Linked DNA regions of Mus musculus: region 2 is linked to region 1. Evidence: chromatin contacts called from public ChIA-PET data. All regions are on one chromosome and are shown on one strand. The core of a region is the stretch at or near the end of the contact, and the rest is flanking DNA. Distances in the headings are between cores, read along the strand shown. Region 1 has its middle 12 kb from the start of Gm38761. Region 2 overlaps Gm52887 (a long non-coding RNA gene).

Region 1 (6,176 bases), core at 3,466-5,965:
AAAATTAACCCATTTCTGAGCCCCCAGATAATACGAATAATACCGCTTTACATTCTAAATCACATAGAGATGGACTGATAAAAATTATGTTCATTGTTGGTACTTGTTCTAATGAGTCAGTCTTTCTTCCTTTACCTTTCTTTCTCTTCCTTCTCCTAATTGTAAATATGCGGCTTGCTTCCCTCTTTTGGGTATTATGAATGTGAACCACCATTTTCAACATGCCCCATCAAGGGGCGAATGTATCATGTCCACTATTATTCATGCTAACTTTAAACAGTTGGTTAAAAATCAGTGTCCCACAGACTGCTGTACAGTGAAGGTACTGTGGTTTGTATGGCAAAATGCCTGCCTGAGACTAAACTAGAGGAAATATGATACTATTAAACTTAAAGACATATAATACGACGACCAGTCCTGTCCTTCCCAACTTCTGAGCTCATCGCTGCCAAGACAGGAATTCCAGATTAATGAAGACAGTGGAGACATGGTCCTTGTGATTGTAATCTCTAACTGAATTCTGAATCAGAACAAGTACCTAACTGGGACAATTTATAAATTAAAAATAAGGCCTACCTGTCAGATAATAGAATTCAGTCCATCATAAATCCCTGGTTTTGATGACTAAACAGATAATGTGTTAACTTCTTAAAAACAACACTGTTAGAGGCTGGCAACATGACTCAGCAAGTGAAGGATCCTGCTCTTGGGCCTGGAGGGCTGTTTGGTTTCTGGCATCACGAAGAGCAGGAGGAGAGAGCCATTTACTGAGAGGCTTCCTCTGGCTCCCCTCGGGTACACTGTGGCACACATGAATATACCAAGTTAGTTTTAAAAAAAGAGCAAAAATAACATTGTGACCAAAATGTCACAGCGGGGTGAAAGGACAAGAAGCTGATGTCAGGGCAGAGGAGCAGCTCGTTTTTGTGCTGAGGATGTTGAAGGAATAGACATGTTTGTCATTGAAAAAAATAGTTTGAACATAGAACTGCTGGAATTTTCTGATGAATTATACATCATGTGAATTAGGGAATGGAGGACTCAAGAGAACTTCCAAAATCATGGTCTTAGTGTATTTTTTGGTTCTTTTTCTGTGTTGGTGAAGACATCAAGGATACATGCAAGACTTTTTTTTAATTTTGAGCATTTTTATTTCTTATCAGAAATATGAAATCTTTCTAGGGACAAGAAAAGTAAATGTGCCATCTTGGGAGTTTTCAATGCCACCTGTAAAAATAATTTTTTTTGTCAGTCTTCTGAAACTAACCTCATTGCGCTATAGCAGATGGCTAAATATTAGCTAGCCATCATGTTGCCTAGGTCAAAGGTTCTAGCATGGATATAGATAGGAAGTCCAGGGGTCTTCTTCAGGTGAATGTATAACACAGTCTGTCTCAAGCAGACCTCCGGAGCAATAAACACATGGAAAAATAAACACGAGTTATAACCCCGCTGACCTCTGGTAATCTCTCGTTGTGATGTTCGCTGACAATTATGCCTTTTTTTTTTTTTTTGGTGTGTGTTCAGATGTCTGAATGTTGAGACCGTTATGGCCATTAAGAGAGAGAAGTCTCCACTTATTGTGCATGCAGCTCCTACTGAGACATAACAACGCCTACTGGTGCTTCATCTTGATAGATGAGAGCCATGGATTAGACTCTTAAGAGCTTTCCGAGTGAGAAAGAAAATCAATCATGTCCACTCTTTATATCAGAATGACTCACAAGCTTGTCAAGTCTACTCCGTGAGAAGTTCCGAATACTTAAAATTTAAAATGAAGCAGAGGACATACTGCGTAGCTTCTTTCTTCACAGATACACAGTTATCTGCTGCCATCATTGAGATGTGAAAAAAGCCATTCTGAATCTTAGCTGATTTAAAGAACTTTGTGAAGGTCTTTGTGAGTCATCCATTTTAATGGGAGATGCTTCTAATATCAGCTGGATTTCCTCTTCTGCTTTGTGTTGGATGACAACTCCGTACATTGACACATGTAGGACAGCCTCATCTTAGATGGGGGCAATGCCGAATTTCTTCCCTGTCTGGATTAGGCTGGCAGGATGTGTTCTCATGGTATGGCAGAGATGAGAGTAACTAAAATATTCAACGTGTAAATCTCTCAAGTCACTACTTGTGACACATTTGCTAGTATCTGACTTAGTAGCAAGTCAATTAGCAGAGCCCTAAATCAGAGTGGGCAAAGCATATAAAACTATGGGACAGAGTATAAATATAGGGATGATATTTAATGACACTACTAATACAGTCACTTTACTGGTCAGTGCATTGATCCTAAATATTTAGTTCTTGCAAATACACAAAGGTGCTCTTAAGGCCCCCAAATTCTTTCACAAACATGGTGTACAATCTCCATCTACCAAAGTACTCTCATACTTTATACTAGGTTCAGATGTCTCCTTTTACGTCTCCTTGGTTGTCTCCTTTTAAAGAGATATCTAAATCTTTGAATACTTTGCCCTCTGTCACACCCCAGCATGAAAGGCACAGAAAGAAAGGCTTGTAGTGAAGACATAAGCAAGCACGAAGAACATTCAGAAGGACCAACGTAAAGGTGGCCAAGCCATCTGTTCATTTTTGAGTTCTCGATAGGTGAGATTGTCACTAAAAATCAGATCCAAACAATGGAAGTCCTCTCTGTCATTTTCTTCTTAACTGTCCCAACTTGAAAACAAAAAGCTGTCAATTCAAAGTCTGTATCTAACAAAACTATCCACTAGACAACACAGAGCAATTAAGACAGTCTCAGAAAAATAAAAGCTGAGGGAGTTTACATATCATTAGGCCTGACTGCCAAGGGATGCTGAAGAGTAGTCCTGGTCAAGACAGACAACAGGAGTCTGAATCCCCTTGACACATTGTCTTCAATGAGGGTGAGAATCGAGGTTAATAGAAAAGCCACTTCTGTCGTGATGGGTGACTATGAAAGCCAGTGCTTTGTAGTTTTGATTTGTAGTCAAAGATTTAAAGGTAAATGAGTTAAAAGATAAATAACTAATCCATACTGTTGAGAACTGTCTCAGTGACTTTACTCATTGCTCAGAAAAGCCCTTTCAGAAGCTCTTTTGAGAAGGCAGGTTCAGTCTGGCTCAGGGTTTGAGGATAAGGTTCATCAGGGTGGGGTGGGGGAGAGGGTGTTGGTAGCAGGGGTACAAGGTGGCTGGTCATGTGGCAGCCAAGTCAGGAAAAGAGGTGACTGCTGGTTCCCCAATGAGTTTGTCTTCATTATGCAGTCCAGGACCTCCAATAGCATAAAGTGAACCACATTCAAGATGGGTGTTCCCTCCTCTGTTAAACCTCTCTTGTGTGTGATCTCACAGACACACCTTAGAGTGTGTCCTTTGGGTTATTCCAAATGCCACCAAGTTGACAACGAAAAATTTCATCACGTGTTCGTAGCAATGACGTCAGTAAGTCAAAAGAAGACAGAAACATTTGTCAGTTGGTATCAGTGTGAATTTAGAAGCAGGGTGCTATCGGGAGATGCTCAGAAGCACCTGGGAAGACATGGGTTCAACCCCCAGTACAGAGAAATGCACATAGAAAGGAGAGAGGAGTGTCTGCATGTGTGTGGGTTTTGTGAGTTTGTGTGTGTGTTTTGTATGTGTTTGTGTGTCTATGTTCCCTGTGTTGTGTGTGTGTTTGTGTCTTTGTGCAGTCTGTGTATGTGTGTATGTGTGTGTACATGTGTGTGTTGTCTCTGAGTGTGAGGGGTATGAGTACAGGTATGTGTGATGTCTCTGTGTGTGTATTGTGTATGTGTAGAATGTACAGAAAAGGAAGTAACTTAAATTATTCACTGAAAGAAAAAAAAAAAACGCGAAAGGCAAGAATGAGGAAACAGGGGACCGAAAAACTTTGACATGTATAACAGTTAGCAAATGGTCAAAGTGACGTCTGTCTTACCAGAAATGACGCTCAAGGTAAATGGGTTAAAGAATGACAGTCACAACTGAACTTTGCAGATTGATTTCCTTCTTAAGAGCAATCTTATGTACTACAGGCTGGTCTTAAGCTAGCGATGTAGCCAAGTATGACCTTCATCTGATGCCCAGCCGCCAGTTTCCTAGTTCTAGGATCACAGGTGTGTACCACCACGCCTGGTCTATGTGGCACTTGGAATTGAACCCGGAGCTTTGTGTGTGCTAGGCAAGCAATATGTCAACTGAGCTTCCCTAGTTCTGGAAGGTTGATGGGTTTTTGTTTGTTTTTTGTTTGTTTTGTTGTTGTTTTTTTCAAGACAGGGTTTCTCTGTGTAGCCCTGGCTGTCCTGGAACTCACTCTGTAGAGCAGGCTGGCCTCAAACTCAGAAATTCGCCTGCCTCTGCCTCCCAAGTGCTGGAACTAAAGGCGTGCGCCACCACGCCCGGCCAGGAAGGTTGATGTTTTAAAATGATCCAGATATACCTAAAGATATAAATTCATATTTAAATACACTGTAGGCGATCAACTGATTTTCTTAGTAGTGTGTATTTGTTATATAAAATAATGGGCTTCATTATGATTCTTGCTAAGTTTGTATAGTGTACCTTGACCAGACCCCTCCACACACAAACATTATCTTTCCTTACCCTCTGCACAGGCCCTTACCCTCTAAACAACTGACTGTTTTTGAAAGATCCCAGAAGCCATTTGGTGGTGAAAGAAAGCCCCCATCAAGTGATGCTGAGAAGATAAGATAGCCACATGCAAACAATGTGGTTAGAGGCTACTGTGGTGCAATCATAGATGCAGTTCTAGGCACCTGGAAGTCTGAGGCAAGGAGAGGGCAGCTGGCGAATTAAGCAAGACTTAATGAGAAAGAAAAAAAAAAGTAAAAGAGGTAGGGGTTTAGTTCAGTGGTGAGAACTTGTCTATCATCTGTGAGGGTACGGTAGTAATCTGAATTGAAAAAAGAGAGATGAGAAGAAAGAATGGGGTTACCCTTTGTGCCACATTTGAAAAAAATCACAGATGAGTGAATAGAGAAACTGTGATACTCACACATGAAGGGATTTTTCTTCTCAGCCATAAGGAATAAAATTATGACACTGACAAGAATGTGGAGGTAAACGGAGACCATCATATTAAGCAGAATAAGAAGAGAAATACTGCATGTTCTCACTTGTAGGCTCTAGATTTTATACATATACTTTAAGTCATGAGGCTAGGACATAAGGCTGGATATGAGTCTAGGGGGAATAATGGGAGTGGAGGGGCAAGCAAGGAAAGAGTGGGGGATGAATCCAGCCGACGGACGTGGTACAGCTGAGGGAAAATGACTTCCTGATACAGGCCCCATATATGCCAATAAAATTATATAAAAATAATAATTCAAGAGGTCTCAAAGCATCAACTTAAAAACCATAAGCTCAGGAATATGGAAGAAGTTGACTCTGTTAAGGTTCACATATCAAACACCACCATCAAGGAAGTGAACAGAAATTCTGAAGAACGGGGAAAATGTCTGCTGCTCCTTCATCTGATAAGGGATGTGCACTTTGTACAAAGAACTGCTCCAAGCCAGCAGCAGGAGGGCCAGTCACGTCAGCAGCAGGATGAGTCAGCTGAACAGATACAAAACCAGCCAGAAATCTGGACAAAAGGTGCATGTCTAATTCAATGCTGTGTAAATCCTATATATTTTTTAACTTACAACTTTTCATTTTTATTGGTTATTTTATTTATTTGCATTTCAAATGTTATCCACCTTTCCCAGTTTCCCCTCCCCAAGCACCTGATCCGCTCCTCCCTCACCCCTGCCTCTATGAGGGTGCTCTCCCACCCACCCACCTACTCCTGCCTCAGTGGCCTAGTGTTCCCCTATCATGGGTAATCAAGCCACAGGACCAAAGGGCTCCCTTCCCAGTGATGCCAGAACAAAGCAATCCTCCTCTACATATCCAGATGGAGCCACGGGTACTCCCTGACTAGTCTTTGGTTGGTGGTTTAGTCTGAGGAAGCTCTGGGGGGTGGGGGTGGCGGTGTCTGGTTGGTTGATATTGTTGTTCTTCCTATGGGGTTGCAAACCCCTTCAGCCCCTAAAATCCTTGCCCTAACTTCCCCATTGGGGTCCCCTCGCTCAATCTTATGGTTGGCTGTGAGCATCTACATCTGTATTGGTCCGGTCCCGACAGAGCCTCTCAGGGGACAGCTATACCAGCCTCCTGTCAGCAAGC
Region 2 (6,275 bases), core at 180-2,679, 650 kb before region 1:
AAGCCCAGCACCCGCCTGGCTATGGTGTGGGCTAAGTGCAGTCAAGCTCCCTGTGTTTCACCTCCTAAGCCACCTTGACCTGAGGCGAGGCCAGAACATGTACCCACACACTCCAAAATAAATAGATAAATAAATAAATAAATAAATAAATCTCTCACCAAGGCTGATTGCAGCAATAGTCTGTGGATTTAACCATTCACAAGACAGTTTAATGGCACAACACAGCCATTTAACAAAACAATAATACAGGCTACCCCTCTAGTGCTTCTGAGTTCCAAGCACGCATTTCTTCCTATTGAGCAGTGTAAAAGTAACTTGAATTTGTCACATGTAATTATCCTCTTGAAGGCTTACTGATGAATAAATTGACCCTGAATAAATATGTCTAGCTTTTTCTGAATTCTGGCTGGCTGGCTCAACTTAGCTGTTCTGGCTCAAACTCCTCTCCAAGCTGACTGATTCAATCTTGCTCCTCTCGGCTTCACACTGAGTAGCTGTGCTTAGCCTCAAACTAACTCTGGCAATCTGTTCTAATCTTCAGGCTTCGTTCTCTGGTTCATTCTGTCTTTACCTGCAACCTCTCTGTAAAACTGTCCATGTTTAACTGCCTCTTCTCTCCTTCTCTCTGTCTCTCTCTATTCTACTCTCTTAAGTAGCCTTCCTTTCCAGTCATGAGAGTTGGGTGTATCCTATATCTGACTCATTCCATCAAATCTTTCTTTGCTTTGTTACTTTGTCTCTCAATTAGACACCATTTTCAAACATGGTTGTTTACTTCTACAAATTAACTTTACTTCCATTCTGAGAGATTACAGGTGTGTACTAAAAGAGTGTCTCTTTTCCAGCCAGAGAGATTAATGGTGTGTGGTGTGTCTACAATCTAGCCAGATCACACAGGTGTAGGTCTTTGGATGGGAACCCTTGCCATAGCAGCCATGCTGCTGGATTAAAGTTCCACTACAGAGTGGGCCTCAAATCCAGTCAGAAGGCAGGTGGTAAAGCCATTACCATGTAATGTTTTCTCAGGTGTAAAAAACTGAGAAATCTCATCTCAACCACATAAGGAAGCAGAAAGCAAACAAGTGGGAGAGTGCTATCAAAGTCCTCCCATAGTGGCATGCTTCCTCCAGCAGGCGCGCATATACTGTAGTTTCTATTACCTCCTCAAACAGTGTCACCCACAAAGGGACACATAAATGAGGCTGTGGAGGAACACATCATTTAAGCCACCAGTTAACTCTGTAACAGTCGTGCTACTATTGCAGCAGTGGGCACATCTTGGCTGGCAGCTCAGTAGTGCAGAACACAGAGTCTACAGCTGTGTCCTGTTGTTATTAGTGACTTTTTTTCCTCCCTCCTACCTACTGCCCATATCTTCTGGCACTATGAAAGCTATCCAGCTTAGGCCCTACTTCTTATCTTCTTGTGTCCTGAAGTCAACACATGTGAAATCTTTACTGTTCAGGCCAAACTATCTAAGCCTTATTAGCAACCACTAGCTGTGGCAACAGCCTGCATTGTTTTAGAGACCTTAAGAGGCTCTCTGATAACATTGCACAAAGAGGAAGTTCACCTTTAGTGCTCTTGTTTTTACTGTCTTCTGGGAGTGGTTTTTTTCTTCCATACACCATATTTTCATACAAACTATTATAACAAGTACATTTAGCTTACAAAATAGCAGGTTTACTTACAGCTTTCTCATATACCAGTAGTGCTGGTTGGCCCTTTCCCCAAGCCACTCCTTCCCCCACCCAATCCCACTAACATCTTTCTTTTTTTTTTTTTTCACTAACAACTTTTTACTCCCCAGTATTACCATCTCAATTTTAATATCACACGTGTCCTCTTATATATTCCACCCCCTACCACAAACCTCCTTCCTCTCCCTTCATGGCCTCTTTTTGGTTTTCTGGCCTCTAAACACACTCACTCCTAAATAAATGCACATATATAAGAACTAGAACCTAGGATTCACATATGGTAAAGCTGTCGTTAAACCTGTACAAGTACACACTGCCATGCAAGCGCATATCTTACACACATATAGTAGCAGTGGCAGTAGTAGTAGCAGCAGCAGCAATAATAAATTTAATTAAGAAGTTTAAGTGAGATGCAGGGGCAGAGCACTCCAGAGATGACGTCTACGTGACACCATTTGGAAAACATCCAGAAGCTCCGGGTGCTACTAAGATGAGCAAGTAAGTGAGAGAGAGAGAGAGAGAGAGAGAGAGAGAGAGAGAGAGAGGCAGAACAGTGTGTGTGCAATGAAGAGAGGAGGAACCAGAGACTTGAGGGTAGTGATGAACAAGCTGATATGAGTAGACTTCAGTGCCACTGGGGGCCATGGTGAGGTCCTTCCCTGTGCTGATACTGACGGCCATGTCTGCCATGGTCCTGCAGCAGCAGGTAACTGTGTCGATGTCCATGGCCCATGTTACCACCTAAGACCATGCAGACATTCCTGGTCTGGACTGACTCCTGGGGCCATAGCCCTGCCCCTCACTGGGAGAGTGGCCCACAGCTTGCCTGGGCTGCACAGTAGAGGTGGCCCTGGTGATGTGGGAGTAGAAGAGACAGCCTTGTTCCTCTTCTGAGAAGTACTGGAGACCTGGCTCAGATGGTGTGGGTGTGGGACAGCTGTTAGGCTGAGCATCTCAGCTACTACCCAGGCCCAGATTCAAGACTTGGTGCTGGCCCACCCCCACATCTACCCCATCTCTGAACTGCTGGAGCAGGTAAAGGGGCCACTCCTCCAGAACCAAAGCTACAGGATCTGCATGACACAAGTCAACAACAGGATATCCAAGAAGAGTCCTGGTGAAGATCCAATATTGAGAGTGTAGCAGAAGCCAGAGACCTTGAACCAAACCAAGGACTCACTGTAATGAACATTTGCAAGAAAGGCTGTTTCTCCCACAGCAAAATTTTCACAATGATAGTTGTTTGTTTGTGTTTGTTGGGGGGGGGTGGGGAGGAGGTTGGGGGGTGGGGAGGAGGTTGGGGGGTGGGGAGGAGGTTGCGCGGTTGGGAGGGGATATGGAGGGATGGAAAGATGAGTGGGGTTGGGGGCCACGGTGTGAAATTCACAAAGAATCAATAAAAAATTTAAAGAAAAAGAAAAAAGTTTAAGAGAGATAAAAAAAAGTTTCAAGCACTTCCCAAGTACTGCGAAATAACCTAATAAAGCCTGTGGTGGCCTAATTTTTTATTTGTCAACAATAAACTCAAGAAACCCTGAAATAAATATGCAAATATCAAGATAAGCAAACCCTACACTCAATAATCTTATGTTTAAAAAGTGCACATCTGTGTCTGGAGAGATGACTCAGTGGTCCAGAGAACAGACCGCCCTTGTAAAGCTCTGGGTTCGCAGCACCCATGTCCGGCAGCTCAGCAGCCCCAGGGGGTCTGACACCCTCTTCCTGAACTCCAAAGCTACCTACACTTATGTGCACAGACCTGTACACAGACACATTTGAAAAGAATCAAAATAATATATTTTTAAAACTAGACACTTGTATGATGCATTCCAATAATCAGTATACTTCGGTTCAGTAGAACAGTACTTTACAAGGATGAAAGTCTCTTGGTTTTAATTTTAAATGTATTATTATACATTTTATATACAATAATATACAATGTGTATTTGAGGTTAGTGATTTTAAATTAATATGTTAGTTTTATAACATCACAGAAATCTTGAGATAATCTAAAAAGCAATTGTTTAATGAACGTTATTTATTTAATATATGAATTAGCTAATTACTCAGGAAAATATCATTTGCTAAATGTAGACTTTAAAAATAAAATATTGGTTTCATGAACATAATTTAGCACAAAAAAGTCTAGATACCTGTGCTTATGGATCAGCCTTTAACATTAATTAAAAATGTTTCACATACAGTTGTTAAAGTTTTGATACTCTTATAAACAGATTATAAGATGCATAGTTGTAATGAACCCACACACCTATGGTCACTTGATCTTCGACAAGGGAGCTAAAACCATCCAGTGGAAGAAAGACAGCATTTTCAACAATTGGTGCTGGCACAACTGGTTGTTATCATGTAGAAGAATGCGAATCGATCCATACTTATCTCCTTGTACTAAGGTCAAATCTAAGTGGATCAAAGAACTTCACATAAAACCAGAGACACTGAAACTTATAGAGGAGAAAGTGGGGAAAAGCCTTGAAGATATGGGCACAGGGGAAAAATTCCTGAACAGAACAGCAATGGCATGTGCTGTAAGATCGAGAATTGACAAATGGGACCTAATGAAACTCCAAAGTTTCTGCAAGGCAAAAGACACCGTCAACAAGACAAAAAGACCACCAACAGATTGGGAAAGGATCTTTACCTATCCTAAATCAGATAGGGGGCTAATATCCAACATATATAAAGAACTCAAGAAGGTGGACTTCAGAAAATCGAACAACCCCATTAAAAAATGGGGCTCAGAACTGAACAAAGAATTCTCACCTGAGGAATACCGAATGGCAGAGAAGCACCTGAAAAAAATGTTCAACATCCTTAATCATCAGGGAAATGCAAATCAAAACAACCCTGAGATTCCACCTCACACCAGTCAGAATGGCTAAGATCAAAAATTCAGGTGACAGCAGATGCTGGCGTGGATGTGGAGAAAGAGGAACACTCCTCCATTGTTGGTGGGATTGCAGGCTTGTACAACCACTCTGGAAATCAGTCTGGCGGTTCCTCAGAAAATTGGACATAGTACTACCGGAGGATCCAGCAATACCTCTCCTGGGCATTTATCCAGAAGATGCCCCAACTGGTATGAAGGACACATGCTCCACTATGTTCATAGCAGCCTTATTTATAATAGCCAGAAGCTGGAAAGAGCCCAGATGCCCCTCAACAGAGGAATGGATACAGAAAATGTGGTACATCTACACAATGGAGTACTACTCAGCTATTAAAAAGAATGAATTTATGAAATTCCTAGCCAAATGGATGGACCTGGAGGGCATCATCCTGAGTGAGGTAACACATTCACAAAGGAACTCACACAATATGTACTCACTGATAAGTGGATATTAGCCCCAAACCTAGGATTCCCAAGATATAAGGTACAATTTGCTAAACACATGAAACTCAAGAAGAATGAAGACTGAAGTGTCGACACTATGCCCCTCCTTAGAATTGGGAACAAAACACCCATGGAAGGAGTTACAGAGACAAAGTTTGGAGCTGAGATGAAAGGATGGACCATGTAGAGACTGCCATATCCAGGGATCCACCCCATAATCAGCATCCAAACGCTGACACCATTGCATACCCTAGCAAGATTTTATTGAAAGGACCCAGATGTAGCTGTCTCTTGTGAGACTATGCCGGGGCCTAGCAAACACAGAAGTGGATGCTCACAGTCAGCTAATGGATGGATCACAGGGCTCCCAATGGAGGAGCTAGAGAAAGAACCCAAGGAGCTAAAGGGATCTGCAACCCTATAGGTGGAACAACATTATGAACTAACCAGTACCCCGGATCTCTTGACTCTAGCTGCATATGTAACAAAAGATGGCCTAATCGGCCATCACTGGAAAGAGAGGCCCATTGGACACGTAAACTTTATATGCCCCAGTACAGGGGAACACCAGGGCCAAAAAGGGGGAGTGGGTGGGTAGGGGAGTGGGGGTGGGTGGGTATGGGGGACTTTTAGTATAGCATTGGAAATGTAAATGAGCTAAATACCTAATAAAAAATGGGAAAAAAAACAAAAAAAAAAAACAACAACAAAAACAAACAAACAAAAAGATGCATAGTTGTATCTTAAATATAAAAGCTAAATTTTACAGCCAATACTGTTAATAAAATATTTTTTAAAAAAATCAAAGTTATTTACATATGTAAGCATACAAATGAAAATAATTATTTAAGATTTAAATGATAATAACAAAACAGAATGTAACATAGGGAAATAATCCGCATGGAGTTGAGTGGGGACACATGCCCCCAACCCCAGCACTTGGTAGTTGGGGGTGGAAGACGAGGTGTTCAAGAGCACCCTCAGCAGCCCCAGACCAGCCTAAGCCACAGGAGACCCAAAGACAAAACAAACCAAAACCTGTGAGAGTGTTTCACCCTAGACAAGTTTGAAAGACTTTCCTTTTATCACTAGCCTTTATCTATGTATTACTTGTATAAGTAACAACGCAGAAAATTCTTTATCAACTCATGTGTGCCTATTTTACATTCAATCTGCAGGGTCAACGCCCTTCTAACTTTCCCTTTTTCCACAAATCCTATGTG

The links. ChIA-PET counts read pairs in DNA pulled down with a chosen protein or histone mark.
Region 2: a contact with region 1 is called in an SMC1A ChIA-PET map of the G1E-ER4 cell line, with 7 read pairs. The contact joins two enhancer-like sites. A contact is called at or near these places in 2 of 39 promoter capture datasets (hippocampal neurons and liver), 2 of 15 datasets of contacts at CTCF or cohesin (the G1E-ER4 cell line and the NIH/3T3 cell line) and 1 of 115 datasets of contacts at active chromatin or transcription factors (embryonic stem cells).

What each region holds. Positions count from the first base shown.
Region 1 is chr6:4,663,045-4,669,220 of GRCm38.p6, reverse strand. No RefSeq gene overlaps it. Among named protein-coding and RNA genes, the nearest start is that of Gm38761, 12 kb to the right of the region's middle. Within about 2 kb of position 4,715, at least 17 of the 459 cell types and tissues checked have an H3K27ac peak or open chromatin away from gene starts, as enhancers often do. A contact at or near this core is called in the G1E-ER4 cell line, where this site is marked.
Region 2 is chr6:5,310,420-5,316,694 of GRCm38.p6, reverse strand. The region is part of intron 2 of Gm52887 (a long non-coding RNA gene); the gene reads right to left. Among named protein-coding and RNA genes, the nearest start is that of Gm52887, 13 kb to the right of the region's middle. Within about 2 kb of position 1,429, at least 44 of the 459 cell types and tissues checked have an H3K27ac peak or open chromatin away from gene starts, as enhancers often do. A contact at or near this core is called in the G1E-ER4 cell line, where this site is marked.